Linked DNA regions of Mus musculus: regions 1 and 3 are each linked to region 2. A link is a contact called in public HiChIP or PLAC-seq and promoter capture Hi-C data. All regions are on one chromosome and are shown on one strand. The core of a region is the stretch at or near the end of the contact, and the rest is flanking DNA. Distances in the headings are between cores, read along the strand shown.

The links. Promoter capture Hi-C pulls out the DNA fragments that hold promoters and counts their contacts. HiChIP or PLAC-seq counts read pairs in DNA pulled down with a chosen protein or histone mark.
Region 1: a contact with region 2 is called in a promoter capture Hi-C map of liver, with 4 times the contacts expected there. The contact joins the promoter of Adck2 here to the promoter of Zc3hav1l in region 2. A contact is called at or near these places in 3 of 39 promoter capture datasets (liver and pre-B cells).
Region 3: an HNF4G HiChIP or PLAC-seq map of pancreatic cancer cells shows a contact between it and region 2. The contact joins the promoter of Mkrn1 here to the promoter of Zc3hav1l in region 2. A contact is called at or near these places in 1 of 39 promoter capture datasets (pre-B cells) and 2 of 115 datasets of contacts at active chromatin or transcription factors (embryonic stem cells and pancreatic cancer cells).

The regions. Positions count from the first base shown.
Region 1 is chr6:39,572,541-39,575,240 of GRCm38.p6, forward strand. Adck2 (aarF domain containing kinase 2) reads left to right here and starts at 1,336. Exons shown (of 8, transcript NM_178873.3): 1 at 1,336-2,666. The coding sequence starts at 1,761.
Region 2 is chr6:38,297,562-38,300,562 of GRCm38.p6, forward strand. It overlaps Zc3hav1l (zinc finger CCCH-type, antiviral 1-like), which reads right to left and starts at 1,698. Exons shown (of 4, transcript NM_172467.3): 1 at 1,303-1,698; 2 at 391-526. The coding sequence starts at 1,679.
Region 3 is chr6:39,419,028-39,422,064 of GRCm38.p6, forward strand. Mkrn1 (makorin, ring finger protein, 1) reads right to left here and starts at 1,342. Exons shown (of 8, transcript NM_018810.2): 1 at 1,072-1,342. The coding sequence starts at 1,256. It overlaps Gm10244 (predicted gene 10244), which reads left to right and starts at 1,351. Exons shown (of 2, transcript NR_152168.1): 1 at 1,351-1,625; 2 at 1,713-2,267.

The DNA.
Region 1 (2,700 bases), core at 86-2,585, 1.3 Mb after region 2:
TCCCTCCTTCCCTCCTTCCTTACCTCCCCCTTCCTTCCTTCCTTCCTTCCTTCCTTCCTTCCTTCCTTCCTTCCTTCCTTCTTTCCTTCCTTCCTTCTTTCCTACTGGAATTGAAAGTGAGGGCACCGTGCCTGACACCTGACCACATTTCAAAGCAGTGTAAGGCATCATGTCTGCCTTGGGAAACCCAAAGGGTGTACCCCATCTTTTAGAGTTAGGAACTGGACTGTTATTGACCATACAGGAAGAGCCATTGGCCACTCCACTATTCCTGACTGTTAGTGGCCCTGATCTTACCTTTGGAGAAATTACTATATCTTCTGAGCCTTCTGGATGGCCAGGGGGTGTGTGTCTTGAGGTTGAATGACATGTCCAGTGATAGGAACCCTGGCCTTGTCCTTGTTTCTCTTTTTCTATAATCCTTTTCACCTGGGATGTCTTTAAATCTACCCTTGGTCAGACTTTTGTGCAAATTTCTTTCCACACAGGGACAAAAGCTGTTGATAGGTAGTAGGGACTGTGGTGCCCCAGGGCAGGCAGCTTTTTAAGTTCCAGAGCGCTGAGAAGAAATTGCAAGCCCTTTCCCTGGCTATGTAGGCTCAGTTCCCATGCTCTATCACCTACACACACACACACACACACACACACACACACACACCCCTCAGAACATCAAAAGTCTTTCCTACTTTGGAACTTTTATTTGGCTCCTCTCCCAACACCCTTTTTTTCTTCTCCAAAGTAGCCCAGCCTATGATTCAACCAGCTCCTCACTGCTTCTGTGGCCCTTGCTACATTTTTATTTCTATGACATTTATTTTGTATGTGGGGGACACGACTTAAAAGGAATTGGTGACATCCTTCCTTCATGTAGGTTCCACGGATCGAACTCATTTATTTCGTTGGGCTTGACATAAAATAATATCGTTACCTATCTAGTTTAGTATATATTCTTGTGACTCAACAAATATTAAATTAAATTCAAGAAAGACCTGATTTGGCTCAATAAGTCTTAGTTAAGTGTATAAGCCATTCCCTAAGGTCTAAACACCGCCGCTAAGTCAGCGTAGCCTGAGACTCAAGAACTCAGCAGCTGAAAAATCTGTCCTTCCTTTGGACCCACTTGTAATATTCAGTGTAGTTTAATATTTCTAGGATTTAAGCTACGAGGCTGTGAAGAGGAAAGGCAGACGCGGAAAAGAGGGCTACAGAGCTCGCGTCTGCGTTTTTTCTCTAAATCATCACAGGAACTCGATGTGCCCAGGCGCTTTTGCCCTAGTTCGCGCCGTGGCCCCTTTAAGGAGCATGTCGTGGGCAGAGAGGGCGGAACCAGGTACCGGAAGCTGGGAGCAGCGCTGGCCCGGACGCTTAGTGCTCTCTCTCTCTGCCTGGTTGTCACTGCCCGCTCTGTGCAGGTCCCGAGCCATCGGCTCGGCATCTCCGCCGCCCCCCGGGAGCCTGGCCCGTGAGCCCGCCGGAGCGCGCCTCTCAGGTCTTCCCGCGGCCCTCTGAGGCTTCGTCGTTCTCTCTAGGCCGCGGGTCCGCATCTCCGTCCCTGGCGCTCGGCGACTCCCTGCACTCTGAGCTCTGGCGCTGGACAGCTTGTCACCCGTGGTCCCCGGCTCAGGTCCCCGTTATCCCTCCCCTCCTGGGCTGCGCTAGGGGGCGCGGTCCGACTCATCCCCGCTTCGGCACGGAGCGTCTCCACAATGGCTTCCCTTTAGGTAGAGAACAAGCAGTCTAGGCCAAGGGGTCTAGAGAGGATGGTGACCCCCTGGCGTTTGTCTGTCAGGGTCTGCTTGTCACACTTAAGATGCTTTGAGTTCAGAAAGGAACTTGGGCATTCCAGACCCCTGGGATGCTCTCGCAATGCCAGACTATGTTGGTTTCTGCTAGGTACTTTGCCCAAATTAATCTCAGCCCATGGCAGTGTTGGAGAGGGGGCGCCTGGCAGCTTGTGCCAGAGAAAGACTCACTGGAGTGACCTGGCGGAAAATGGACTAGTGGAGAAGGTGGCCCAAGAAGGGCCTCTGGCCCGCGTCTTACTGTGTCTCCGCCTAGGGCTCCGCGCTGGTGTGCTCTTGGCGAAATTCTTCCCCCTCCTCTTCTTGTACCCTCTCACCTACTTGGCCCCTGGCCTCTCCACCCTCTGGCTCCATCTGCTTTTCAAAGCTACAGAGACCTCAGGCCCAACATATATCAAATTGGGCCAATGGGCCAGCACCCGGCGCGACCTCTTTTCAGAGGCTTTCTGTACCCAGTTCTCCAAGCTGCATGTCCAGGTGACCCCCCACCCTTGGGCAAGGACGGAATACTTACTCCAGCAGGCATTTGGGGAGGATTGGGGCAGCCTCCTCTTTTTCGAGACCCGGGAACCTGTAGGTTCAGGTTGTGTGGCCCAAGTGTACAAAGCGTTCGCTAGTATTTCCTTGTTGGAGGAAGACAGGATCTGGAGACTTGGGGAGCTCTCTGCCCCAGGAACCAGGGCCGTGGTGATGCAGAGAGAGCCCTTTATGAAAGACCGGAAGCCTTCAGAAAACCTTGCCGACGAAGCATTTCTAGAAAAACTGCTTCTTCCTAAAGCTGACCTTGGTGGGTCAGAAGTGGGTGTGTCTCAGGCTCCCTGGCATCTGCCTAAGTCAGATCACCTCATCCCAGTGGCAGTGAAAGTAAGTGCTCTCAGACCTTGCCTAGCACTTTAAT
Region 2 (3,001 bases), core at 448-2,947:
AGCAACCACATGGTGGCTCACAACCATCCGTAACGAGATCTGACTCCCTCTTCTGGAGTGTCTGAAGACAGCTACAGTGTACTTACATATAATAAATAAATAAATCTAAAAAAAAAAAAAAGAGTTTCTTTAAAAAAAAAAAAAAAAAAAAAGCAGTTAAAATGAACATCTAAAGTGGTGGTGGGAGGTGGCTCCCTATCACCTTCGCCTTTGAAGGGGCGTGGATTAGCAGAACAGAAAGCTAGCCTCAGCTAAATGACAAGTTCACTAACATCCTGGGCTATTTAAGATCCTATCCCAACAAAAGAACACAAACATCGAGGGATAGACATCAGTGAGAGAAAGCCTTGCCACAGTTGATGGTAGGATGGCGACTTCTCAAGGACTCACCTCTGGGAAAAGGCAGGGGTCGTTCTGCAAAAGCAGGATTCGCAGCTGCCCTTCATTGAGGCCAAAAAGCCCCCGGCTTTTCAGGACTTGGACGTTGATAGGTGTGTGGATATCATGGGACAGAGAACAGGTAGACCTAGAAGAGTTCAAAGCAGTCAGGAGGCCGGGTCAAGAAGAGGGAAGAGGCTGGTGGGTCTAACTCTGCCTAGGGCATTTCCACTTCACAAGTGAATTCCCCAAGTACTAATAAAACAATTCGGATTGAGGCAACTCAGCTTCCAGGGGTCATTTCCCTGTTCTGTGAGTACCCTACCCTCAGGCTTTTTTGAGATTACTTATCTGTTTTTGTAAAGACTAAAACGTAATCTTCAGGCCAACAACAGCTGCTGGCCTCTCTTTGTCCACCAACACTACAAAGAAAGCACTAGAAAGCTTCCCGGATTGCTGCAAAGCACTGGGCTTGGGCTATGCAGCACTATGCCCTCACCCCATCCTGCCACCAGTTTCCTGCGATTGGACACCAGATTTTTAAGCGCGAAAGGGCTGTGGTTATGGAAGGAGGGAGAGAAGGGAACAGAAGTTCCGCGGGCCATAAAGCCCCCAGGTGTCCCTCAAGCGGCATTTGGCATAAGTGAATTCAAAAGTGGCAACACGGATTCAACCGGGCTGCTGTTGTGGAACATCCTAGCATCCTGGGACAGGGACAGCAAATTGGGGGGCGGGGGGGGGGTGAATAATAAACCTCAGTGGAGAGACCTTCCATATTATTTCTCTCGGCGACTAGGTGCACAGGGCGGCCAGCGCGAAGGCCTTTGTCCCATCCCACCCAGGCTCGCCGAGAAGCATCCGGAAGGCGCATCCCGCCCGCCCGCACCCACTGCCCCGCTGGACACTGAGGACTCCGCCCCTCACCAGCAGTCGCGGTGGGGGCACTTGCCCAGCATGTGGCGGCGACACAAGTGCAGCTGGTCGCAGCCCTGACACTCCCCGCGCTGGTAGCGGGCGCAGAGGCGCGCGGAGGACACGGCCATCACCCTGCAGGCCGTGGCGCCGCCGCCTGAGCCCGCGCCCGCGCCCTCGCCCGCCGCCACCTCGGCCTCTGCGTCCCACGGGCCGTCGCGCAGCTCCACCTCCTGCAGCAGGAAGCGCTCTGGACCCGCGCGCCGCAGCACGGCCCGCAGCTTCGCCTCCGACAGCTCCACGTGGCCGCGCAGGTCCTGCAGGAACATGCGGCCGCCGTGAGCACACAGCACCTTGGTGAGGAACGCGCACAGAGTGAGGTCCGCCATGGCCCGCCAGCGCGTCCCCGCCAGCCCGGGGCCTCCAGGCTCCTCCCCGCCGCGGCCCCGACCGGAGCCTGCGAGCTGTAGGGGGCCGGGCCTCAGAAGGCAGGGCCTGAGCCCCTGCAACATTCCTGGCTCCTGGGTTCCTGGCAGATACCGGATAACAGGGAGGGCTGCAAAGAATGTAAACTGCTGAAGTGGTTCTCCCAGCCTGGGGGCGCGCGCCTGGAATGTTAGCTAGCACCTGGGAGGTGGGGGCAAGAAAAGGCCGAGATCAAGGCCAGCGTCCTTTGCAAAGGGGAGTTGGAGGCTAGCCTGGACTACATGACACCCTGTCTCAAAAAACCTAGTAAGGAACCAGCACAGTGGGTAAAAACTTCCTAAGTGTTGGGGTCCATGAGTCGCCCCACGAGCTTACACAAACCCCGATTTCAGTCAGATAGGGATGGTTTATTGAACACACACCATAATACTGATCAATCAGCTCCATGCCTCAGATGGGATTGAGCCATGATATTGTTGATTTTTCTCTGTCAGCTTATAAATAAACATTTTTCCTATTGTCAAATTGGTGACAATATACATAAACACCCACTAAACCTAAAAGGATTTTCCTTCCTAACAATGGACAAATTCCTAGCGTATTATTCCTCTACGGAGTGGTCGAGAGATATTCTATGGTTTCGTCGCTATGATTCCTTAATGGAAAAGAACCCTGTTGCTCCTGTAGAACCTGCCTTTCCCTGTGTTCCCTCCCTACTAAGAAACGGTTTACATGGAATCCTTATCTGCTTACCAGGGAGCCCAGCCGAAAATGTAAACTGAGAAGTGGTTCCTTGGGATTACCTTGTAAAGGGTCTGCTCTCAAACAATCCTTCTCTGTTTGCCTCTGAGAGAAGCCGACCTAAGATACAACTGAAAAAAGAAAGATTCAAGTTGAGAAAGGGGTTAGAGAGGAATGAAAACCACATGCACACAGAGAGAAGAGACGTTCAAGCAAGATAGAGATAGGGAAGAATTTTACTTCAAGGGCACTGATGTTGTAAGCAAGTGTATCCAGAAGTTTAATAAGACTGATTCTGTATGTTACAGAATAGATGGACTGGGAAGACAGCCCAGTGGATAAAACACTTACTAGACAAGTGTGAGGCTGGAATTTGAATGCCCAGATCCTATACAAATACAGGAAGATGTGGGGGCCACTTGTAATGCAAGCACTTGGTAGGCAGTGGCAGGATCCACAGGGGCAGCTAATTGGCTAGACTAACCAAATGGGTGAGATCCCGACTCAGCCAAAGACCTTGCCCTTAGAAATATATTCAATTTCA
Region 3 (3,037 bases), core at 92-2,591, 1.1 Mb after region 2:
AAAGACTGGAAGATTCTTCAGTTTGGGAGTTAATATCAACACCGAGTTGTTCATTAGGAATTGCCTTTAGCATTTGCGGTTAATAAACTGTCCTTGCCGGGTTTAAAGTGGCATTTCCTTTTAATTTTCTTAGCCGATAGAAAAGCGTATATAGTCCTTCCTGGTAGTTAAAATCTATATACTCGGGCGTGGTATCATCTCACCCCTGCACTCCCGCACTAGAGAGGCAAAAACAAGAGGATTGCCGAAAATTCTAGGGCAGTCAGACTATATAGGTCAACCGGGGCCACACAGTAGGACTGTCTCAATAAGCCCCCTCCCATCGTTAATACAAACAATCCTTCCTCCAACGTTTATAGCTGGGGAATTATTTTTTAACATACGTACTGTATAACTGTCACCTGATCATACATTTTCCCAATAATTTCGTCTCGCTTACCAAACAAGAACCAAACCTCTCTGGTCGGATCTCCTTTCTCGCAAAGAAGAACGCCTCTCAAAGGGACAGTAATAATAATGGCAGTTCATAAAACCAAGGGTGGAAGAGCCTAACGCCGGCTCCGAACGCTCGGTTCGGAGACAAAGCTCGGAACCGCCGACCACCGACTTACATACAAAGGCATACAAAAGCGGCTGCTCCCGGCGGGGCGGGGGTGAGCGGCGCAGAGAGCAGAAAAGACGTTACAAACGGATAGCCCGGCTCGGAGCCCCGGGGCCGGCCGAGCTCGCCGGGACCCTTGGAGGGTCTCAGGGCGCACCGAGGGTCGTTAGAGCCCGATTCGCATCGGCGAGCTCGCGCCGCATCCCCGAACCTGTAGCGATGGAGGCCAGGGCGGGGACACCGGTCCTCTCCGCACGCACCGGGGCGCCGCTGAGCGAGGCGAGGTGACGGGACCGCCCTGCAGTCCGAGCCCGCAGTCTGAAACCCGCAGCGATGCCGCGGCCAACCTCTGCGGAGGCTGACGCAGCGATGCTGTACGGACAGCCGCAGCGGGGACCCCGCGACGCCCGCCTCCGCCTCTTGCTCGGCCCCGCAGCCCCCGCCCTCCGCCGCGCCACGCAACGTCCTACCTGCAGGTGACCTGTTTCGTCCAGCCGCCGCCGCTGCCGTCGCTGCCGCCGCCCCCTCCTCCCGCCCCCGGGGACGGGGCAGCGACTGTGGGGATAGAGGTGAGGGAGGCCGCTGCCACCGCCGCCGCTGCCGCTCCTGCTCCTGATGTTGTGGCTGTTGTTCCGGGAGCCGCAGCCTCCGCCATTACTGTTTATCCCACACAGCAATGGCCCCGGAACTTCCGGGATCACATAGTTCCGGTCCGGCTGAGAAGGAGAAGACAGCGAAGGGAGGGGAGGGGAGGGAGGCTGAGGAGCCCGAGAGCTCTGCGCCAGTCCCGCGCCGTGTCACCGCGTCTCCGAGCGCTCAGGTCTCAGGAACTGCGGGCTCCGCAGGGCACCCGCGGCCCTCCTCCGGCGACGCTGATTGGTGATGGCTTAGGCTCCGCCCTAAAGGGGCGTGATCACACGCTTAGCCAGGTGTGCTAGGATGGTCCTGGTCCTAGCCATCCTAGCCATCAAAGGACCACATGCAAGGACCAACTTCTGCCTATGGCTGGTGGCGCACGTACAAGGTGGGGGAAGGCCTGGGGCTGTGTCTGCTCTTTATCTAGAGTGAGATCCCAACCTATTGTGTTGGGATCTGTTTCTTTCTCTCACAGGAACTGTCAGAATCCCTGCTGATGGAAGTGCCCAGGTGGGCCTGGCGGCAGACATCTTGGAATCCCACCAATGTGAAGACTTGAGTATCACAATGGCTGCAAGTTCGAGACCAGCCCAAGCTAAATAGATCCTGTCAAAGTAATAACAGTAATGTTGTAAATGAATTATGTGTGGTAGCCTGTTTGTAATACCAGCTCTTGGGAAGCTAAAGGAAAAAAGTGTTTGGTTTTATACCTGACCAGGAACTGAGGTGCATATTTTACATATCAAAGCAGACTTGACCTCCGGACTTCCCTAGCGTCCTTTTAGTCCCTATCTGGCATTCCCTGCCCCCAACCTTGAACTTTCCAGCCCAGGAGCTAGGCTGCCCTTCACCCCAGAGGCTCCTCCCTATATTTCTAGACATTTTCTCTGTCTCCTCTCTGCCTGCATGCCCTTTCTTTTTTTCTCTCTCCCTTCCTTATCCCATCCTTACCCCCGTGGCGACTCCTGAGGCCAGTGAACTAGCCTGCCTGAGAGAGCTTCCCAATAAACCTGCCTTTAATAGACTCGAATCTAGTGTGAATTGGCTCATTTCACCAACATCAGAGAAATAACCTATCAAAAAGGGTCACAGGCTTGAGGCCAGCCTGGGCTACACTGCAAGAATCTGTCAGTAAGCAGACAGCCTTCAAGGACATGCTCCCAAGTACTGGCTCCCAGCTAACTATGCCCATTCCCCTAGAGTTTCCACCATCAGGTTATATGAATCCACTGATGAGGGCAGTGCCAATCATTTCTCCAAAACTGTGTCTAAGCATAAATCACTGGAGTCCAAGACACATCACATGAACTTCTGAGGAACATTTTAGATCCAAAGTTCTCTCTCCCTCCTCAATAAAGTAAACCTGGCTGGACTTCAATGAACAGAGATCTGCCTCCCAAATATTGAATCCTGGGGTTTAAAGACTTCACCACTGTCCCCCTTTATTTTATTTTACTTTTAATCTTTAAGATTTGTTGCACAGCTGTTGGGGAGGTAGCACAAATGTTAGCAACAAATTCAATGGAAAAGTTCTTGTCACTATAGTCATTCACAGGGACAGGTCTTAGCCCTCTAAAGTGTTGGTGTCAAGACTTCATATGCTGGAGTCTCCCACATCTGAGCCAATTACCAAGCAAAGGAAAAGATATGTTCTGAGTGGGCAGTGTATCCAGTTTCAAGTTGTGTTGTGGTCTTACTGTCCACTCCCTGGTACTCTAGTGTCCACAGACACCTGGGAGGCAAAGAGGAGACATAAAGCAGCTTTCTGCCTGCCGCACAGGCTTCTAGAGGCCTCTCTAC